2 separate regions of the Drosophila melanogaster genome follow, and region 2 is linked to region 1. The links are chromatin contacts, called in public targeted proximity ligation maps. All regions are on one chromosome and are shown on one strand. The core of a region is the stretch at or near the end of the contact, and the rest is flanking DNA. Distances in the headings are between cores, read along the strand shown.

What was found.
Region 2: a targeted proximity ligation map of the Kc167 cell line shows a contact between it and region 1, with 3 times the contacts expected there. A contact is called at or near these places in 2 of 107 Hi-C or Micro-C datasets (both in the S2 cell line) and 1 of 7 datasets of targeted methods (the Kc167 cell line).

What each region holds. Positions count from the first base shown.
Region 1 is chr3L:4,720,441-4,724,930 of dm6, reverse strand. All of the region lies in intron 2 of RhoGEF64C (Rho guanine nucleotide exchange factor at 64C), which reads right to left. Among named protein-coding and RNA genes, the nearest start is that of CG13712, 13 kb to the right of the region's middle.
Region 2 is chr3L:5,184,791-5,189,685 of dm6, reverse strand. The region is part of intron 4 of shep (alan shepard); the gene reads left to right. Among named protein-coding and RNA genes, the nearest start is that of Srp54k, 35 kb to the right of the region's middle.

The DNA of each region.
Region 1 (4,490 bases), core at 326-2,825:
GCGAAAAATAACAGATATGTTTATAGGTTGAGACAGGCCGACGGATACAGCTACAAAACCGTTGCTCGATTATGAAACATGATACTCAAATTGTAGTTCCACCTTTCCTGCATTTGTTGTTTCTTTTTTGGCATTTAAGAAATTGAACTTTAACTCGGATGTCAATCTCGGGCGGAAGTGAAAACAAAAACATTTATAGCTTCGATGCTCCCACTCGATAAACTCAAGATAAACGACCGTGTTTCTTTGGGTTTCGCCTTTGTGCTTGTATCTGTATCTCAAAGAACACAAGGTCATTCGACAACAGCTTGGCAATCAAATGTTGGCCAAAAGTTTTCCTTTTCACAATTTGACATGTAACAGGAAGAAGCCTCAGATTGAAATTTAACACTTGGCTGTGCTGGTTTTTGCGTGTGTTCTGGGTTCCCGATAATTTGACAACCTCTTGAGTGGAATAATTCAGAGCGGAGTGGTTGAAGGCCCTTCACAGATATTCGACGGCTAGAAAAGCGAATCAGAAGCTGCTTACGATTCCATTTTTACATGGGAGCGGGAAAACACTTGGCTGACAAAGGGGGAAATCAAACTTGACATAAATAAAGTCTTGGCAAAACACATTAATGCGTTAATAAAAAAAATAAATGTTTAACAAGCATTTACAATAAGCATCGCGTTTACATTTTTTTTTTCACGTTCAACTCCAGTTATTATTAAGAACTTTTAACTGGCTGCTTCTGAGCTACCCATATTTACTATTAATTTGAAAATTCATTTTCCATTGTTTGACTTGTAATTTTTTAAGCTCTCTCAGCTAAACGAGGCAACTTTTTAGGATTCGCTTTTGGTTTTTGCTGTGCATATTGAAACGCTGTCATTAGTTAAAGCAAATATGAGCCCGTAAAAAATAAACACAAACAAGCGGCTACTGCTAATTTTTCATATATACATATTTGCATAAATTAAAATGTAATTATAACAGTATGTTAAAAAAACGCAGGAAATGATTTATGCATGGAACGTAAAGTCCGAAAGATTCTAGGGGACAACAAATGAAATTGTCGCTTTCTATATGAAATATATGCAAATATTCCGTGCGCTGTGTTTGCATTAATAATTGCTACAAATAAAATAAAGAGCTATTAAAAAATATGATGTATATGTATATCATAAATTTAAAAAGTAAGCTTTTTGTAGCGCATGGCATTCGCTTTTTAATTTTCAATATTTAACTTTTAATTGTGGGCAATCAATTTTGAAAGAGCCCAGTCTTGCTGTAAAATATATCAAAAATAGTTATTCAAGCGCATATACTCGCACATATGTGATTTTTCATACGCGCCGCGCCTCAGCATCATTTATCAAACCGAATATTTTCATCTGTCAAGCGCAAATTGTTATTGAACTGAACTCATTTTTAGAAAGTGAGTTCGACTCGAAGTTGGTCCGCACTTTGGGGAGTCATCGATTATGACTTTGAACGTACGTCCGTCCGACTGAGTGTATTTACATATACTCGATACATATTATACATATACATGCGTATGCTGTGGTATATGGCTACTGTGCTAAATTGACTATTCACCGAATTGATATTTCAAGAACGCTCTCAAGCCGCCGCACACAAAAACCGCTCTTCGAGTTTTCCCCCCACTGAGATTTGATTTGTTTATTTATATTTTAAACATTTTTGTTTCCCTGACTTTTTTGCCCCATCATGGCCAATCCGAGATGTGAAGTGAATATTTTGTTCATTTGTGCCTGGTCATGGCCCCACGCACAGTTTGCCACAATTTTACTTTCATTTCTAATTATCGTATGATAATGTTTCGCAAGTGATCGAGATCGAGATCTCTCGGGAATCCTACAAAATGCTGCTGTCCATTTTTGAGAGAAAGTACGGGCACTTAGGTAAACTATTTAATTTTAGAGAAATACTTAATTTGCTGTAAATCATTTTTATGACCTCGAAATCCGCTAACTAATGTCTCTGACATCGAAAAGAGTTGCCCGACTTGTAGAACATTGAAAGCGATTCATTTAGTTGTTAGTGAGTCTTTTCTTGCCCCGTTTTAGTTTTTATGCGCAAAGTTCAAACTACTTAAGACAATTATTTCCGGCACTTTTTCTTTGGCTTTGCCATAAAAACTGGCACAGAATTGTTGTGTTGTTTGCCGTATTCCTGTTCTGGCAATTTGCCTGTCGCTTTAACTGAACTCGACCGAACTGAAACTGAACTCGAATTTCACAGCAAATCGCTGTATAATTCCAATTATAAACAATTACCTGTAGTGAACCCAAGACGCCCCGAGTCAAAGTTAGTTGTCTTTTTTTTTTTGAATTTGTAGATTTTTTTTTCGTTCTGTCCTACTAACCTGAAACGAAAAAGAGAGAAATTGTTTAGGTAAAGTAAGCTTTTTTTAGCACTTATATGCGAAACATCAGCAAGAGTTTCGTTTCGGGGTGGCAAAATCAGAGTATGACTCACTGGGCGTATGAGCGATTTCGTATCAATCCGGTTCAATGACACCCATGTGGGCCAGCACCGAGTGCAGTCAGCATTAAATGTTAATATATTAATGATTTGCAATCGCCACCGCAACCAGACTTTTCTCGGCCCGCATTGTGGACATTGGCCAACTTAGGCGACAATCGGCCGCTTTTAATTGCCAAGTCGAGTTGCCGCGATTCCAAACCATTCCCATCCGGTTCACTCGGCACCCTAATGCGGTGGCAAATCTCGCATAGACGCTCTATATAGGCACAGTAAACAAGATACGTGCATTTAGAATATAGATAAATAATTATCTATATATAAAGTGTAAAGTGTGTAAAGGAATATTCGTGGCATTCAACTTTTTAAGCATTTTCTCAAACAACATAGATTTCGAAGCTTTTTAAACTCTAGTTTTTCCTAAAATTCTCAAATTTTTCACAGTGCATCTCTTCGCTATGGCAATTCATTAACGCTCCACATGCGAAAGAAACGCTGCAAGTCCGTCTCGGACTCTGGCTCAAAGAAAAAGTTGCTGTGCCAGTTTTCGGTTTTGTGCAACAGTTGCAGCTCGCAGGCTGCGACTTCAGCGGCCAGTCGACTCATGATTGTCTGTCTATCCATCCGTCCGTACGTCCATCCATTTAGCTGGACCGGCGTTGGTTTAATTATTTAATTTTGCGCTCATTTGCATGGGGCAAGCCAGCCCAGTCTCCGAGCCTTTCGCAAGTGATTTGCATCCGAGAGCGATTGTGTGTTTGGATCCGTGCAGTGGAGCGCATTCCCCCGAAAACACCCATACACCCACGCCCCCCAGCGATCTATGGCCAGTGCCAAGCGAAGTGGAAATGGAAACTTTGGCTACATTCGAAACCGAAGTGAAATGAAACTGAGCCTCGAGCCAAAGGTGCCCCCTCCAGGCCCCGTTTAAATTTGGCAGTGTTGCACGTTTAATCTGGCGGTTATAAAACAAGGGAACAGCCATTCAAATATGCAGTAAAAATTGGGGAAAAATATATTTTAAAAAAATGTATATTTTATACTTTTCAGTTAAGTACAATTTTAGTTTCTTTAAATAGGTGTTACTTGAGTTGAAAACTAATAGAAAATATTAATAGTTTTTAACTTTTTATAAGTGATTTTTGTCAAATATTTTTAGAGTTCAATTTCTACTTTTCTACACTCAGCTGTGTATGAGGCTATATGTATTAGTAAAAGCCACAGGGCGGCTTTAATAGCGGAAATCCCGCCTAACAGCGAAGTAACTGTGAACAAAACGCTAAAATTATCCTCCATTAAGCTAAATTCACTTTAAATTTGCAAACATTTTCCTGTAACAAAATTCATTGTAAAAACAGTTGGCCTGCCTTGGCAACCAGTGCAATTTAACAGCCACTGCAGCCCTCGGCCCAATATGTAAATTTTTCTATAAAAGCGAAACCAAAACAGAGACAACAAAAATGTTAGCCCCGAAATAAATTCAAATTTTTTATGAATCAGGGAAAGATGTGAGCATGTGGGCGGTGCGGGGCGGGGCAGCAGAGTGCGTGACTGAATGGTAGACTTGGACAAAGTTAGAGTGAGCCATAGAAAAAGACCACTACAAAGTGGATTGTACACTTAAAAATAAATTAAGACGATATGTTAACACCAAAATTCAAGAATTTATAAGATTTTTCCCATTCGGCATTTAGTCAAATATAAAATAGAAAAATCATAAGATTCCCATAAATAATATAGGATTGTAAGATGATTCGATTGGTATACTTTATTTAGTTTAATTTAAAATAAGTTTTAAGCTAAAGAATTTTCTTCACCGTGCACATTGCAAGATCCGAGCGAAACATTTGATTGCATTTTAAAACGGCATATAAAAATGGTATATTTAATGTAATATTTTTTCAAAGTGACATTGCCCACGTTTGATGATGCTGCTTCTACGGACGTTGTGGATATTTCTTTGGCGGCTGGTCATCACCGAAGTCTGCAGAATGTCTTT
Region 2 (4,895 bases), core at 401-2,900, 460 kb before region 1:
TTAATGGCCAAGTATTACCGCAGGATTGTCCTGGCAAATTCAAAGTTCACAAAGTCAGCTGAACTGAAGTCAAGGCTAAAATCAACTTTATTTCATGATTCCGCCAACCCCTTTTTCGTATTTTATCTTCTCATTGTCAACGCCTACAATTTGCTCCGTAATTTCCCATTAATGGCGGTAAATCTGTTTACCCTCGGCATGTTTATCTAAAGTTCGCTCTTATCACATATTTCCTAAAAATAAACCGAACACAAACAGAAATCCATAATCGATAAGAGACGCCCACCAAAAACTTACCTGTTGCTCATACATATTTACTTAGTAACTTGAAATTAACCGATTTTCCTTGGCACAAAAGAAAATGTTTATTTTTTGACGATTGGTAATAACAATGACGTCTTTTAATCAAAAGTGACTAAGTTTTTGAGGCGTGAAAAATCTCTCCCTTTTTGAAATAGGACCCCCGGTTGAAAAACATTTTCCAAAACCCATACGAATTGATTCAAAAATAAATTGATCAAAAAATTGTTCGAAATTCAGAATTTGCTTATTTGGAAAACGAGCCAATTGTATTAACGACCTTTAATGTATAATAAATTATAAATTATGTGGAATTTCCGGCACATGTTTTACTTACAATATCAAAGAATATTTGATTCATATTTGTTCCATCTGCCCCACAGTGAATGTAGAGAATCCCCAATTGATGGGGAAAAAGAAGAGTGTGTGCTGATAAATATGGCTTCGCAAATACGAGCTTGGTCATTAACGTTAAAGCTTTTATCGTGCACTTCCACCAGCCTACACACAGTCTCTCTTTTCCCATCCTTGATGCCCCATTCCGAACTCCAATTTTTTTTCGCACATGTTTACTTATTTATTTCGATACACATTTCTATTTATTTCCTGCTGCGATTATTTTTGCGCTGCTGCTGCGACGTTGACAACAACAATTGCCAGCGATTGATAGGCGACATGCAATAAAAATGTTTGCCCAACACAGCGGAGGTCACGTTAATAGTGCTAGCCACTAAAACTAAATTAAAAAAGTAAAAATATTTTCTCAAGCTAGGATAAATACTAATCGCTTTGAGATCAGTTCCACTGAAAACATTATCTGCTGTCATAATGTTCCCCTATGCATATCAAAAGAACCCAATATATGCTAAGATATCGGTAATAGTTCATATACATATTTCACCATATGTTTATGTGATATACCCATATATCACTAATTCCATTATTCGTGGTGCGGGTATTTATCTTGAAACATACTCAAAGAGGCATTTGCATTGGCGATCCTTTTTAATCAACATATTGTTTTCACATGCCAAAAGGCGACTAATTTAGCTATATTATGGCCAGTAATTGTAACTTGTTTATAGTTGTTACATACATACATATGTATTTATATGAATGTACCATTATTTTTACCACCGCTATTTGCGTGTTTTAGTGCGTGTTGTGTTTTCTGTGGAACGAGGGGTGGTGATTTGAGTGGGTGTGGACTGTTTGGGGCTTAGTGTTTAGTCCGTTTTGGATGGTCAATCGTCAATCGGTCAGTCAGCGACAAAAGTGCCGCAAAGTGGTGGCTCGTTGATGCTGCTGACGTCTCTGCCGTGGCCAACGTCGATGCCAGCGCAGATGTCTACGTCGATGGCGAGAAGATAGTGAAAGAGGAAAGGGAGTCAGTAAGAGAGAGCCCAAAAGTAGTTGGACTGATAAGAAAAACGAACGTGCATGATGAATAAACCATAAATGCGAGGAGGAAACAATAAGAATGGTTGGGAAAAAGGCCAAATAATGAGCATTTAATTTCTTGACGACCTGCAAACGAATGTTAATGAAAATGGAATGAAACGAGCCAGAAGAAGTAAATGCACCCTATAGAAATACACTGAGAAGAATAGATTCATTGGCTAAAAGAGTATAAATAAATTAACAATTGCTTAGAAATCACACAACTAACGTTTTGTTCTGAAAATGTATACGCACATATAATAATTTTGCTTGAACCATTAATTTATTACAGTGTATAATCAAACATGATGCGATAAAATAAGAGAATAGCAATGTCAATGTAAATGGCAAGGGGAATCGGTGATGGGAAGCGGAGAATGGGAGGTAAAGGATGGCAGTAAAAGTTGGACCCATGGAAAACTAGAAACGCACGAGAGCAACAGTCCAATAACAACAAAAAAAGGCAGAAAAAATATAACTTGGAGTCCAACTCGCATAACAGTTGAACAAACAGTAAATGCTATTAGAACTAGAAGAAGAAGAAGAAGCAGCAGCACAGAAGATGCTGCCTGCGTCACTGGCTAGAGGGAGATAGATATAGAGGGAGGATGCTTCTGCCGGCGTCGCTGCTATTACTGTAATCGCGACGCCGTTGATAATGTATTTAATATTAACAATTGCGGTCATCACATTAGTACTCTAAACAAAGAGTATTACTGAAAATGTATTTGATATTAACAGCTGTAACTCGAATAATAATGGTTTTTCATAAGTTACATTCCTTGCATAATTCACGTTGATTGCCTCCTATGTTTGACACTCGTGTCATGTAATCTGATATTCTACTAATGTGCCCGCAGCTGTGCGTACCTATCCCATATGAGTGTATTTTTTTGCCGCATTCACACCCCGCTGCTTCTATGTACGTTGACGTTGACGTCGACTGCGAGACTTTGAGCAACCAGCATGAAAATGCAGGAGGGGCGGAAGAGTAGGAGGGGAGATGCCGCAAGCCGATAAAAAGGCAGGCAAAGTCGCAATTTTCCTCAACACACACACACACACGGATGAGTGTGTGGGTGCCTTTTCCATATGGGCGCATTTATACGCGTTCGTTTTCAATTGAAAATTCCCCACGGCTATCGCCCTCTCGCTCTATAATATTGTTTCTCTCTCTGTTTCGTTTGTTTTGCTATTATCACGGTTGTTCCCTCATCTTCCATGAATCCCTCAGCCTCTCATCCATTCTTCTTAACCCACATACACGATTTTCTTTTTTGCCAACGCATTTTGCTTTTTATCAGCTGATATTCGCACTCCCCCTTCTTAACGCGAATAAAATGTAAGCCATAAAATTGCTATTCTCCATTGAAATTGCTTTCTGTAACTCGTTTCTTTTGTCTCATTGTCGTCTTTTGCATATCTTTATCGAATACTTTTTGCCTGATTTGATGCTTTGTTAGACGTTCAGATCATAAATTTGAATGAAAAGAAGAAATATTACATTGATGATTCATGGATGGAGGTGAATTGGGTAATGCTTTATGAAATTTGGAAACTATTGTATTGAATTTAAAACCAAACTTAGAAATCTTTCATTAATTTTATTCATATGTAAATATGTAAGCATATGACATTTACAGCTTTCCTAGAACACAACAGATCCGGTCAAATGCAATTACCTCCATGGGAATTCCTCCCCTGTATTCTTTTCCAATTTATCAATTAAGTAATTGTCAATCAATCAGTAGAAGCATTCTCAAAAAGTCAAAGATTCATTTGCGGTGAGTTATGGGCAATTCCAGTATGAACGAACATCCCATCTATAAACAGGTTTTTGTCTAAAACTTCGTGAGTTCAAAACAATGTTAAATTTTTCATTATTATAAAAAGTGGGTTAGCCAAAAGTTTAAGGCGAACAAGGGGATTCCTTCAACTCGACACTCATTTTTACCATTTTTATTTGTCTTTTCGAACCACTCTAAAGTTGTAGCTCTATAATAAATTGTGGAAAATGAGTGATTCAAGGCAGACAGGTGGTCATGATAATAATTTTTTTTATGTTTTTCGTGGTGCGATGGTGCCAATTTAATAGTTTTTCACTCATCGCTCGTGTTTCCTCCACGGTCGATGATTTATTTTTACGAGCAAACAAACAAAATTCGGCCCAAAAGCCGCCAAAAAATGAGAGAGAGACAGAAATTGATGACCAGCTCATCAGCTGGTGACTTTTGAGTTGGGGGTGGTGAAAAATTCGGGTCCGGGCTAATAGAAGACAGTGGATGCCAGACAGCCGCAGTTCTGAATTTTTTTCTCACGGTGCCAAAAAGCAAAAGAAAACCACTTGTTAAAAACTACTTATATGCACAGTGAATGATCAGTAAAGTGGGCCATACATATGTACATATGTATGTATATATGGTTTTGTGTTGTTAAAGATGCATTTTATAAAGTTTGGATGTATTTTTTGTTACTTTCTTAATAAATGTTATGTAAAAAAAGGGATCAATGTAAATACCTTTATTAATTATAACCATTTCACTGTACCTAGGTTTTTTTGCAAACTTATTAAATGAGAAAAAATATGCTAAAATGGTGATCACCAAAATTGGCAAAACAAGTGAGAGAGCCAAACGCGCCCGTCGAATGATGAATGAAGTAATATATTTGCCACAAGCTTGATTTCTGCTCCACTGTGCGAATTTTTGTGTGTGTTTGTTCTGCTTCTTCTCGCGTTTTTTTGGGTGGTGGCGCTTTGCGACGCCGGCAGCGGCGTCGACGGAGGCAGAACTGACGTCAGTTCTTTCTCTCTCTCTCTCTCTCTCTAGCGTTTTGCACACACTCTCTTTTTGGTGAAAAATACACCCCCGCCGCAAACGAATTTTCTTTTTCCGGTGAACTAGGGGTGTGGGTGGAAAGAGAGAGTGAGAAAGAGTGTGGAGTTCCGCTTGCCGGCGCTTTTCTACAACTATTTTGTCATTGCGCCTCTCTGCGCTCTTCCCGCATTCCGCCTCGTTCATTCATTCATTAGCCGCGCTCTTTCTTACTCTCTGTGCGCATGCCTTGTGCGGCGCTGCTTCTGCCGGCGTCGCCGTCAGCGCTGCGTTGTTTGAATTCCGCTTTCAGCTCGCTTCTCAATTTTTGCCTCGGTTAGT